3 separate regions of the Zea mays genome follow, and all the other regions are linked to region 1. Evidence: chromatin contacts called from public Hi-C data. All regions are on one chromosome and are shown on one strand. Each heading gives the region's core, a stretch centred on a gene start, on an enhancer-like site or on the middle of the called end of the contact. The rest is flanking DNA. Distances are from core to core; before and after follow the strand shown. Region 1 holds the start of LOC100381352. Region 2 holds the start of LOC100276934. Region 3 holds the start of LOC103648268 (9-cis-epoxycarotenoid dioxygenase NCED4, chloroplastic).

Region 1 (3,833 bases), core at 801-3,300:
CGCTAGAATTGCTCCTTTTCCCCCCTATCGCTGTGTCCTCTAATCTAAACTGTAGCGTTGCCTGATGTTTGAGTAATTTCCATCCTAATCTAGATCAAACAAGCACTGAAGGCTAGAGGATCAGTTGATACTATTCTTCAAGAGATTCAGAAATCAGTGGATGCATTTGTCTCTCTAATAGGAATGTGCAAGTCCCACGAAAAGGTTAGTTGCACCATAGTGTCTCAAACTCAAATCCCGCAAACAGTACCTTGTGCGGTTGTTTAAGTACTGAGCTTCTGGATGAAGGAGACACTACTTACACTACTCTTTAATTATAGGTTTCTATGCATGCAATGGCAGTTAAACATGGGGGGAAATTTATTGACACATTTCTGAAAGGTGAAGAATTGAGGTTCTATAAGTTCATTATGTATACAAGCCTTTAACCTTTCAACATTCAGTTGGTAACACCAATTTTGGTGTATCTTGGGTCTTGACCTTTGACAAAATAAAACATTCAATTTACTATTTGCCTTTTGCAGCCTTCAACTTTCTAGAGAGACATTTCGAGCAACATAATGACACCATAGTTAAAATGGTAAGGGTTAGTCATGTTCCTTTTGGTATCACTGATGAATTACAATGGCTGGTCAGTGTCGCTGATGAAATTATGCTGATACAGCTAAAACAACTCCAGAAAGGAACAAGAATAATCCAATCCATATGTTCAGATGCTAAGGTACAGCCGATGATTCTGTGTACAGCGTTGATACCATGAGCATTGTGCCCCGTGCTTACGGCAGTGCGCCTGCGATCTTGTGCAGGGTAACAAGCGGACAATGATCACAAGCAAAGTACCTCCTGCAAAGAGATCCATGGAGCGGTTCTTGTTCCAGGTCAAGGCGCTGCTACACAGCTGCTCCGCCGAGAAGGAATTTCAGATGGGTAAATTATTATGCAATCTCATCCATGGTTTCTTCAGCACCGTGCGTAATAGTCATGCACAAACTGCAAGTTGGCATGTCAACCTAGACCTGAGTGGTTTCGTAAGCTACCATACAAGCACACGGAGCTGTGCCTACTTCCTGCTCTAATGCCCCTCCGTCCGCTTTGTGGATTCTGAACTGTGACAGGCAATTTGAAGCACAAGGACTTGCAAGGCCATGTGGTGAGCTCTCAGGCGTATGGGAACGTGGATGAGGAAGATGAGGAGCAGACGGAGGTCGACTCCGACCTTCCAGCTGATGAGCACGATAATGGCAATGCCATGGAGGAGGATGCTGTGGAAGGTAGCAACGAGACGCCGATGGAGGAGGAAGAGGAATAGTGGCATAGGTACCAATCTGTACATCTCTTTCTCTCTAAGCCGGCCAAAAATCTGTCCCAAAAATTAACAGTTTTGTGTGTGCATTTAGTGTAGAAAAAAAGATAGGATCCCCACCAGAATCTAGGTTGCAACGTCACTTGTAAATATGGAAGTCTGAATAAGTAGTTTATATATTGCTAGCAGTGGTCGTTTCATAACCAAAACACCATTAATATTAATAGCAAACTCATAAACACAAAATGACATAGAAAGAAGCAATATTACAACGCGAGGGGAAAAGGGTGGTCCGCCTCTGGCTCGCTCTGGGAGATGACGAGATTCAGATGGCCTTTGCGGGTGGCGCGGTGGAGGCGGAGAGGTCGGCGAGGAGCGGCTCGTTGGCGGAGGCGCCGCCGGCGTTGGTGGGGGAGTCCGGGTCGTGGTTGGGGTCGAGCGCGCGGTCCATGGCGCGTCGGCCGGTCTCGAGGCAGGGCTTGCATGCCATCTCGATGGTGATCCAGCCGAGCACCACCGCGGCGATCGCGATCACCGCCGTCACCACCGCCCCCATCGCGATGAAGTATTCCTCTCGTCCTCTGCGCGGACGGCAGATCTGGTGGTGTGGTGGATGCAGTGGAGTGTCCACGGGACGGGTGCTGGGTGCGGAAACTGCGAACCAGTTACAGAGGGACAAAGGGGCCGTTGCTGTGGGTCCCGGCATGGCAATGTGGAGCGCAGCGGTTGGATTGGATGCGTCCGGGCTCGGCAGTTCCCAGGCGGATCCCCGTTGTCTTGTCCTATTACCAGCTCGTAAAGGAAACAGGTCCTTGTCATGCGAATCAAATCAAAGTTCCCCGATATGCCTACCAACCAAGCCCAGTGTGGCCCAACTAAACCCATTTCCTTTTCTTGCTCCCCACCCCCATATGCTGCAAGCCAGGGGATCACCATCAGAGCTGGTTCCCAAGGGATTGTAGGGGTTAGAATCTTTTTTTATTTAAAATTAAATAAAAAGGATAAAATTTGAAACAGATCGCATGGACAATTATGTACGATCAGTCAGCGATATTTTTTTCCCTTCGAAAAGCACGTAGATATTTTTTTTGGTCAATCCCCCACCCCACATCGTCATTCAGTTGTGTCAATTTTCATCTTTGTATGGGTAAAGTTCAGGGATCTTTATCCAGTGATGAGCTTGGCATCATCAAGTTTTTTTTTATCAGGGTACAAGGACGCCACGAACGCATACCACACACACCCGTGTGCATGTCCATAACACATACAAAAATAGATTAAGAGGCATAGATCTTTAGTGCGTGGGAACACACAATATCGACCTACGTACTGTTCCAAGTCGCGCGCGGTTTATTGGCAAAGCACAGCATGGATGGATATGCACATCTACATCCATCGTCTCTCCAAACTCTATATACACGGAATTATCGGAGATCTCTCTTGTTGCACCGTTTGCGCGCGTACGTTGCCCATGCATATGCATGCATGGCTAGCTGGCTGTACATACAGATACAGCTAGGTCGGTCGCGGTCGTACGTCGTTCACAAGATATATCAATAATAAATCAATGTAGGCCACAGGATCCATGCATTTGTATTCATGTGTGACCGTACGTACGCTCGCTTCGTGTCGTGTGTGTGGCTGAGTGAGTCCGATGGATGGCAGCCGTACGTACGCTGATTAATTTTATTTTTTGTAAATAGATTATGTAGCTCGACGGCGGAGGGTGGCGGCGGCACACGGTTTTGCTCCCACGTCGTACACGTAAGCAGTGACATGGATGGATGTACGTGGACGTTGTGGTCTCCAGTCCGTCCAGATGAATCGAAGTCGGTACTACGTACGGTCTCTGCTGCATGCTGCTGTGCATGCATAGATAGTGTATACTCTACCGCTATGCTAGGTACTGCCGAGAGCTAGTCGTCGGATCGATCGACATGTACAGCAACTGCATATATATTTGCATTGCATCAGTGGTACGTAGTCCACGTCGACTGCTGCATGCTCAACCAGCAGTGTAGCACGTACGTTCCCAGCCCGGCCAGAACAGACATCGGAAATGGCTACCTTTTGGGAGGGGGGATCGCCCGGAGTTTAGCGCAGGTACGGCGAATGACATACGCTATGCATGCACTGCTAGCTTTGACATTATTCTTGTGCATCACATATGCATTATATATGTACGCACAAAGCCAATACTACTACTATATATTTAATTTAACTACGCCACAGGAACGCATACGATCATATGCATCCGATATATAGTAATGCATGTATGGACGAAACAAAACGGGCCGGTGGACAAGCATATATATTGTTAGAACTCAGTGGTAACGAGATTGAGACAAATGGCAGAGAGAGACAGTTATTCTTTATTGCAGTGATACTTGTTTATATACAAGTGGATACAGTGTTTCCCAAGGGGTGTGTCCCTTGGGAAAAGACTGTCAGGGATTTGATCACATGAACAATATATTTTGTAACACTCCCCCTTGATCAATCCAAGTCCATTTGATCATCTGCAATCTGT
Region 2 (3,833 bases), core at 690-3,189, 160 kb after region 1:
TAGTGACCCCATTTTATATTCCACAGCTGAAGCTTGGTTGGGACGTTTTTCTGGGAAAGGAAATTGGAGAGCCGCAAGGACTGAAGTGGTTGGCTGTTAGTTCGGGGAATATGGCTGAGAAGATGCAAAAGGAGGACAAGTATGATTATTTCTCTGAATTCTTTGAACTTGCAGCTGAATTTTCCAGTTCAGATAATGGTGAAGATGGTGCTACTTTACTGATGTATAAACATTATGCTGCAACTGCTATTTCCAAAGGAATCCATTGCTTGTCTTCGCGCCTTACTGATGAATACTCCTCAAATGCCCATGCACGGAACCAGTTACTGCCACCAGAACTGTTATTTTTGCTCTCTGATAATTCCTTACAACATTACATTCTAGCCAGTGATAACATTCTTGCCGCTTCAGTTGTTGTGAGCTCAACTGTTCGATCTTCCTCAGTGCCTGAGAAAGTAGTCTTCCCTGTTATTACAGATACGAAAACATCAGTGGCTGACTTGTCTCCCCTTTGCGCTATCAATCTTGAAGGGAAGGTAAATGGAGCTGTGGAAACATGCAGAAGGGAAGACAACTGGGTGATGTGTAAGCGTTTCAGGACATATTTCAACTTCTCACATACCATGATAGCTCAGAGACTTGACCCAGATGAATGTGATTGGGCATATGGTACGAATATAATTGATCTGGCAGTTTGGAGGAAGACAAGCATCAGGGATACATACCATTTATGGTTGAACGAGAATCTAAAATCTGGTCTTACACTCTGGAAATTTGGTACTTTACCACCAGCCCTTCATACTTGTCTACACTATTATTGTCTACACTATCTACGGCTTGGGGGCAAGCCGTATTTCAAGCGGTGGGGAATGTCAGCACATCTGCACGTGGGGAATGGATAGGTGGCGAGGATCACATAAAGGAAGCGGAGGATTCAGCAACAACAAGACAGGCAATGTCGCAGTCGCCCGCTCGGAGGATAAGGAAGCCGTATTCGTATGTGATTGGGCCGCAGTGGGTTGTGTAACTCGTTTTGTAGTGGTCCATTAGCGAGTCACACATATATATGTTCAGTGGCTTACTCTTGTTGGGGGATATGAATAGAATAACAATACAACTGTCGTGTTGCCTATCTTCTTCTTCTCCAAGTCTCCAATCTCTGTTGCTTTCTCTCTTCCCTGCTATCTATCTAGAAGCTTCTGTGACGCTAACAACCACCATGAACAAACTAGACCAAGACCAAGAAAGGAAAACGTTACTCACACGTCGGTCAGCTTGTCGAGGCGCACGTAGACGTATCCCTTGGGCGACACCTTGAAGGCGAACATTGCGATGTCATCCCCAAAATGGCCGGCGAGAACCTCCTCGGCCGCCACGAGGGCACGCTCGCCCCAACCGACGCCCCGCAGCGCGACCCCGCCGCCGTCCCCGCCGTCGCCGATCTGGAGAAAAGCGCTGGTGATCAGAAACGCACTTCGCAAGCCGCAAGGAGGATGGAGGACCAGGCGGCCAGGCCAGGGTCGCCGAACCGGACGTCGCTACCTCGGGCTCGTAGCCGTCGTCCTCGCTGTCCTCCCACTCCACCGCCCACTCCTGCGCCTCCTCCTCGCTGTCCGCTGCTGGCCCGCGCCCGCCGACACCGCCCCGCGCGGCTTCGCTCGCCAAGAAGCGCGTCTGCAGCTGCGCGCGCACGCGCACGCGCACCGCCGCCGAGGGCAGCGAGTGTAGAAGGCGCCGGGAGCGAGAGGCGAGCGGAAAGGGAGACGTGGAAGCACGGCTGAGGCTGGAGAGCGAGGAGGCGGCGGGCGAGGTGGAGGGGAAAGGGGAAGCGCGGCGGAGGCATTTCGTCCAGCACCTTGCCGGCAGCTCGCGCAGCACCCGTGCGCGAGCGGCGGCCATCCTGTCCGGTTCTACTCCGTATGATGGGTCAACAGTTGAACGGATGTTTCGGCGGGGCATTGGGATGCTACATGTGGCTGGGCTCTCGCGGGCTTTACCTTTGCTCGGGAAAAGATTACTTGGGCCATTTACCAGTGTTGGCCCATTTTCCATTTCGATAAAAGGAAGATTCGGTGGTGTTGCTCGGGTCACTAGCCATGTACCTAATGCAGTGGCCTGTTTTGTCCTATCTAACATATGATCAGAATAGACTGTAGACTATATTTTATGTCTAAATTTGTACTACCTCCGTTCTAAACTGCTAGTTCATTTTTAACTTAAAACGCGATAAATAAAAAAGAACGTAGGGAGTAATAGATAGACTAAGAGTCTCAAAACAAGTTATCATAAGTTTGATCCCTCTTTAATTCATGTCATTTTTTTTGGTGAAGTTGCATAGACATCGTTTGATGGGGGTGCATATAAAGTAAAAATGTGTTTATTATAACTAGTTTTGTATTTTTTTTATGGGCGCGTCTGAGCATCTCAACAACATGTCCTATAAAAATGTCCTATATTTTAAAAATAAGTAAATTTTATATAATTTAGGGCACCAACAAAATATTCCACTCTAACAGTAAAAACCTTAAATCTAGATTATAGGGCAGCTCACTATGATGTAGTATATTTGAGGCACTTGAAAGTGTGTCATATATGTTTTTGACAAAAAAAATTATAAATGAGGCATTGTTGAAAAGTAGTTTTTCTGTGCAGAACATTATATTTCAACTTGAGACACTAGTTTGAGGTATTGTTTTAGATGCTCTAAACTCACTATATATATATATATATATATATATATATATATATATATATATATATATATATATATATATATATATATATATATATATATATATATATATACCTTCGCCCATGATAACAAGGGACTCTTGTGCGAAAAAGGTTTAAAATATATGTATGTAATTGGGTTCCTGTCGTCCAGTGAAGAGGCGTTGGACAGTCATTTTTGTAGTATTTCACTTTCCAGGTTTCGTTATGAAATCTCAAATATTTTGAAGTGGAAAAATGAAGTGGAAAAAAGGTACTCTAGCCATAGCTGAAAGGTAGCTATACCGAAGGGCACATGCATAAAATTAAACAACTACAACGAAGCCTGCCATACCGATAAGGCAGGGCATATTTTATTTCATTATTTCATGTAAGGGAGTTGATACATTATATTATGTTCGCATTATATATTCCGATGGAGAATATATATATATAATAACGTATGTCTGCAGCATGCATGTGAAGACCACATGGATGCATATTCTTGACGCTCTCGCGCATGGAATAATCATGCATGCATGGATCACCCCAGCTTTGCTATCTCTGCGAGGAAGGCGTCGGCATGCTCCTCCTTGACACAGCACGACAGCACGTTGACTCCGTCTCTCCCCTCGCAACGCAGGCACGCGATGCAGCCCGGGATGGGTGGCACCCCTGGCACGTGGCACATCACCCTTGCCGGCTGCCCGCTCCCGAAATCGACGTCCTCGAACCCGATGTTCCTCCAGGATGACACGCTGAACATGCCGTATCGCCCATCAAACCCTCGCAGCTGCTGGTTGTTGCTGCTCTTGCTCTTGCTCTTGCTGCTGCTTATATTCTCCTCCTCCTTGATCTCCTTCTCCTTCTCCTTGTTGACGACGAGCTGGTCAGCTACTTGCTCTTTCGCGCGTTTGATCATCTCGACGAGGTGCACGACACCCGCGCTTGCCACCGTGCTGCTCGACGCCGTGACCAGCTTGTCGACCACGCAGTTGCCGTAGTAGCCATCCTTGGCGCCCACGTGCCTGCGCACGTTAACCGCGAAGGAAACGGAGGAGGAGAGGAAGAAGGCGCCGTCGTCTGCAGGCCCGCCGCCGCCGCCGGACGACGACAGGATCGCG
Region 3 (3,833 bases), core at 931-3,430, 130 kb after region 1:
TGGTTCATAAATTTAAACCAAACACATCTTACATGTATAATATGCATGCAAATATACATATGTGCGGGATACATATACGGTTTTTATGTATACATATACATACAGAAATAAAGAAAGACGTGTAGTTATGTACCCAAAAATCAGTCCCACACGGCCCTCTACTTCTCTAATAATGAACAAATTACTGTACTACGCAACACTAGCTGTAAATAATGGAGTTGCCACGTCACTATCAGCTAGCTACTGTAGTCTCTGTTGTGTATGTACGTGAGGTGGTCGAGTTCGTGATCGACGAGGCGGCGCTAGGCCTGCCGCTGCAGCTCCTTGCCGGCGATGAACGTGCCGTGCAACCCGTACGGGACGCGGCTCGGCAGCTTCACGGCGGCCTCGGCCCGCATGTCGCGGGCGTTGACGACGAGCATTTCCGACGCGCCGCGGCCCTCGTCGTGCACGTAGCACAGCACGTACCCGTCATCCTCCGCGGCCGGGGCGTCCGGGCGCGGCACGAAGCAGGGCTCGCCGCCGTACCGGCCCTCGCCGTAGACGAACTTCTCCACGGTGCCGGCCTCGAGGTCCACCTTGGCGAAGCCCGACACCTTGGGCCACGGCTCGGCGATGGCGAGGTAGGCGTAGCGCGTCTTCCTGCCCAGCAGCTGCCGGTTCACCATGCCGGCCTCCAGGTTCACCTGGTCGGCGTCGCTCAGGACCGCGCGCCGCGAGGACGTGCCGGTGCGCGGGTCCAGGCGGATCTCCGACAGCACGCTGCGGAAGCTCTCCTCGCCGGCGGACTCGTTGAACACGGCGTCGGCCGGGGTCATGCAGGACCCGATCACCACGATCTCGCCCGTGGCCTCGTCCTCCCACGCGTTCCAGAGGTGGAAGCAGAAGCAGTCGGGGACGTCCACCCACTGCAGCCGCGACGCGTCGGTGGCGCGCTTCGGCAGCACACCGAACCGCGCGGTCTTGTTCCTGTCGTACACCACGGGGGAGCCGCCCAGCACCATCTCCTGGAGCTTGAACACGATCTGCTGGTCGGGGATGATGGCGTGGTTCTCGGTGACGGCGAAGTCGTGCATCATGGTGGGCGCGTCGACGGGGATCTCGACGTCGGGGGACTTGCGGCCGTCGGCGGTGAAGTAGAAGTACTTGAGGAAGGGCCTGGACACGACATTGTAGCTGAGCGCGAAGAGCTCGCCGGTGGCCGGGTCCAGCTTGGGGTGCGCGATCATTGCGGCGTCGAGCTGGCCGCCGAAGTCGTAGCGCCCGGCGGTCTCGAGGTCGCCGTCGGCGGTGACGCGCACGTGGTACGGGAGGTCGTCCTCCGACATGGCGAGGAGGCGGTTGTTATGGTACACCAGGCCGGCGTTGGCGACCCCGATCCCCTGCGACGCGTCGAGCACGCCGCAGAGGGAGCGGGCCCCGAAGAGGAGCAGGCGCGCCACGCCGGAGTGGCCGTGCAGCTCGCCGATGGCCTTGGGGAAGACGGCCCTGCCGAGGGCGCGCTCCTGCCGGAGCCGCGCCGTCTCCGTGAACCGGCACGCGTAGGACTGGGCGCGGCCCCCGCGGAGCCGCACGGCGTGCAGCATGCCGTCGCCGTCGAAGAGGTGGTGCCCCGCGCGCGGCGCGTGGAGCGGGTTGGCGCCGTTGCGGACGTACACGCCGTCGAGGCACGCCGGGACGCGGCCGGACACCGGGAGCTCGCCGCTGGGCGGGCGCTCCCCGACGGGCGCGTAGTTGCCGGCGATCTGGACGGCCGGGTCGGCGGTCCGTGGCAGCGGGTGCGCGCGCTCCAGGACGCCCGCCACGAGCCCCTCCTCCAGCGCGTCGAGCGCCGCCGCGGCGAGCCGCTGGAGCGGGTTCCACTTGGCGGCCGCCTCGTGGCGCGCCGGCGTCGGAGCCGCGCGCATTGGCCGCGCGGGGACCGGGGTCCTGGTCTTGCCGGTGCTGGGGTTGAGCTGGGACTGCTTCTTGGGCCTGCCCGGCGCCGGAGCCGCCGGTGGAGCTGGAGCAGAGATGGAGGACGACGCCATTGCAGCGGAAACTAATCTGTCAGGAGCTGATGACTCTGGCCCGGCCCGATGATCGGCGGAGCCAGCTGATCGAGCCGGGGCAGAGGCTCTTGGGACGTGTATGCGCGCCGGCCTATGTGGATGGTGAGACTTGGAGTGAGAGAGAGAGGAGCGAGCTGGGGTTGGGTTTCCGGCGTGGTGGATTCGGAACGGGATTTATAGGAGGCGCTGGCCTCTGCGATGGGGAGTGAGTGGTGCAGTCAAACGGGGGACGAGGTCTCGACGACGACGTGGCGGGAGCCAAGGGCGGGAAGGGGACGCGCCGCGCGCACTGAAGCGGTGACTGGCTGTCCTCTTCTTCTCCGGGTGTTCTAGAGAGATGGATGGTTCGGTCGAGATGCTTGCAGCTGTCCCCGCGTGTCAGCCTGCACCACTAGTGCTAGTGCTAGTGCCGCCACCGCGCGCCGCACACAACTCTTCTTCCCCATGCCTGCATGTCCGTCTGCTGCCTACCTCTGCCAACTCGCCACTCTGTGAAACTGACAGTAACAGTAACATAACACCCCCGGTTGTTTAGTTTTCTTTTCCTAATTCCTTGGCGAGTTGGCATTGCCATACTTGTCAATCGTCTTCTGCTTCTGCAGCTCCAGTCGCTACGATCTCGCTGCGCTCTTGTCACCATATCATCTTCTTGCTCAGACAATATGGCTGCTACTGCTGCTCTGGTGACTATGTGCCTCAACATAATTGTGTTATCTGACATAAGGTTGTTCTGGTTTATAATAACTAGCCTATAGCCTATCCTAACGCTACGTCCTACGGTCTAGTGACAAACCTAGCCGAAAACATTATCAGGGTCATCAAAAGCAACTTTGTTATATTATGTAAAATTTTATATACTTTAACAGTGTTCTGCCAAACGATTTATAAAATTTGTCGGGGTCGGCTGACCTCAATAAACCCTTCTAGATTTGCCCTGCCATAGAGGGAAGAAGTCGACGGTGGCGGCAGCGACACGAGGGGAGGGGTTGACGGTGGCGTCGGGGACGCGGGGAGGGTAGTATGGGGGTGGCGGTGTCGCGGGGGAGTAGAGGGATGATACAAATAATATTGTTAATTGGATTTGAGTGAGTAAGGGAGACAGGGTTATCCATTGGTCTGCCCCGTTGGTATTGATGGTGCGTCAAGTCTAGGTGCAATTTGTTTAGTGGATTTAGTGAAGGTTATGGGTGTGGGATTGATTTGGTTAGGTGGGTTTTGTAAAGTTTAAACTAGTGGATTGTATAATGGTATAGATAAACTTGCTTCGAGAAGTCAGGCTGTTTTGAGCAGTACATACATCCAGGTCGCATCCGCGAAATGCTCGTCCAATAGAACTGTCACGACTACGAAAACGGTCTTTACGAGTACCCAGATTTTTTTGCAAAGGGCAACCGACTTTCGGACAATAGAACCCACAAAAACATTCGCATAAATAAAAAGTTATTTGAAGCGACGTAATACAACAACGTCTAAAAACGTCTTATTTTGCAAGCGGTCTTCACTACCGGAATTTGGTTCTTTGTCGAGTGTCATATTCTTTGTCGAGTGTTTTATTTCGGGCACTTGACAAAGAACTCTTTGCCGAGTGCCACGCAAAAAACTCTCGGTAAAAGAAAACACTCGGCGAAGAAGCTATTTGCCGAGTGTTTTATTTTTGACACTCGGCGAAGAGTTTCTTTGCCGAGTGTCTTTTTTTGACACTCGGCAAAGGGCTCTTTGCCGAGTGTCACAAATACAACACTCGGCAAAGAGCTCTTTGCCGAGTGTTTTTTTTCCAACACT

Evidence for each region. Hi-C and Micro-C count contacts between places; a contact is called where the count stands out from the background.
Region 2: a contact with region 1 is called in a Hi-C map of leaf, with 8 times the contacts expected there. The contact joins the promoter of LOC100276934 here to the promoter of LOC100381352 in region 1. A contact is called at or near these places in 5 of 25 Hi-C or Micro-C datasets (bundle sheath, ear, leaf and 1 more) and 1 of 3 datasets of contacts at active chromatin or transcription factors (leaf).
Region 3: a Hi-C map of leaf shows a contact between it and region 1, with 4 times the contacts expected there. The contact joins the promoter of LOC103648268 here to the promoter of LOC100381352 in region 1. A contact is called at or near these places in 3 of 25 Hi-C or Micro-C datasets (all in leaf) and 1 of 3 datasets of contacts at active chromatin or transcription factors (leaf).

What each region holds. Positions count from the first base shown.
Region 1 is chr2:240,923,455-240,927,287 of Zm-B73-REFERENCE-NAM-5.0, reverse strand. It overlaps LOC100381352, which reads right to left and starts at 2,050. Exons shown (of 1, transcript XM_008672760.4): 1 at 1,454-2,050. The coding sequence starts at 2,009. The coding sequence ends at 1,629. LOC103648272 (Fanconi anemia group D2 protein homolog) reads left to right here. Exons shown (of 31, transcript XM_020548742.3): 25 at 94-204; 26 at 321-381; 27 at 525-580; 28 at 665-721; 29 at 807-927; 30 at 1,116-1,317; 31 at 3,007-3,523. The coding sequence ends at 1,309.
Region 2 is chr2:240,759,442-240,763,274 of Zm-B73-REFERENCE-NAM-5.0, reverse strand. LOC100276934 reads right to left here and starts at 1,939. Exons shown (of 4, transcript NM_001150626.2): 1 at 1,543-1,939; 2 at 1,264-1,442. The coding sequence starts at 1,899.
Region 3 is chr2:240,793,831-240,797,663 of Zm-B73-REFERENCE-NAM-5.0, reverse strand. LOC103648268 (9-cis-epoxycarotenoid dioxygenase NCED4, chloroplastic) reads right to left here and starts at 2,180. Exons shown (of 1, transcript XM_008672757.4): 1 at 27-2,180. The coding sequence starts at 2,030. The coding sequence ends at 303.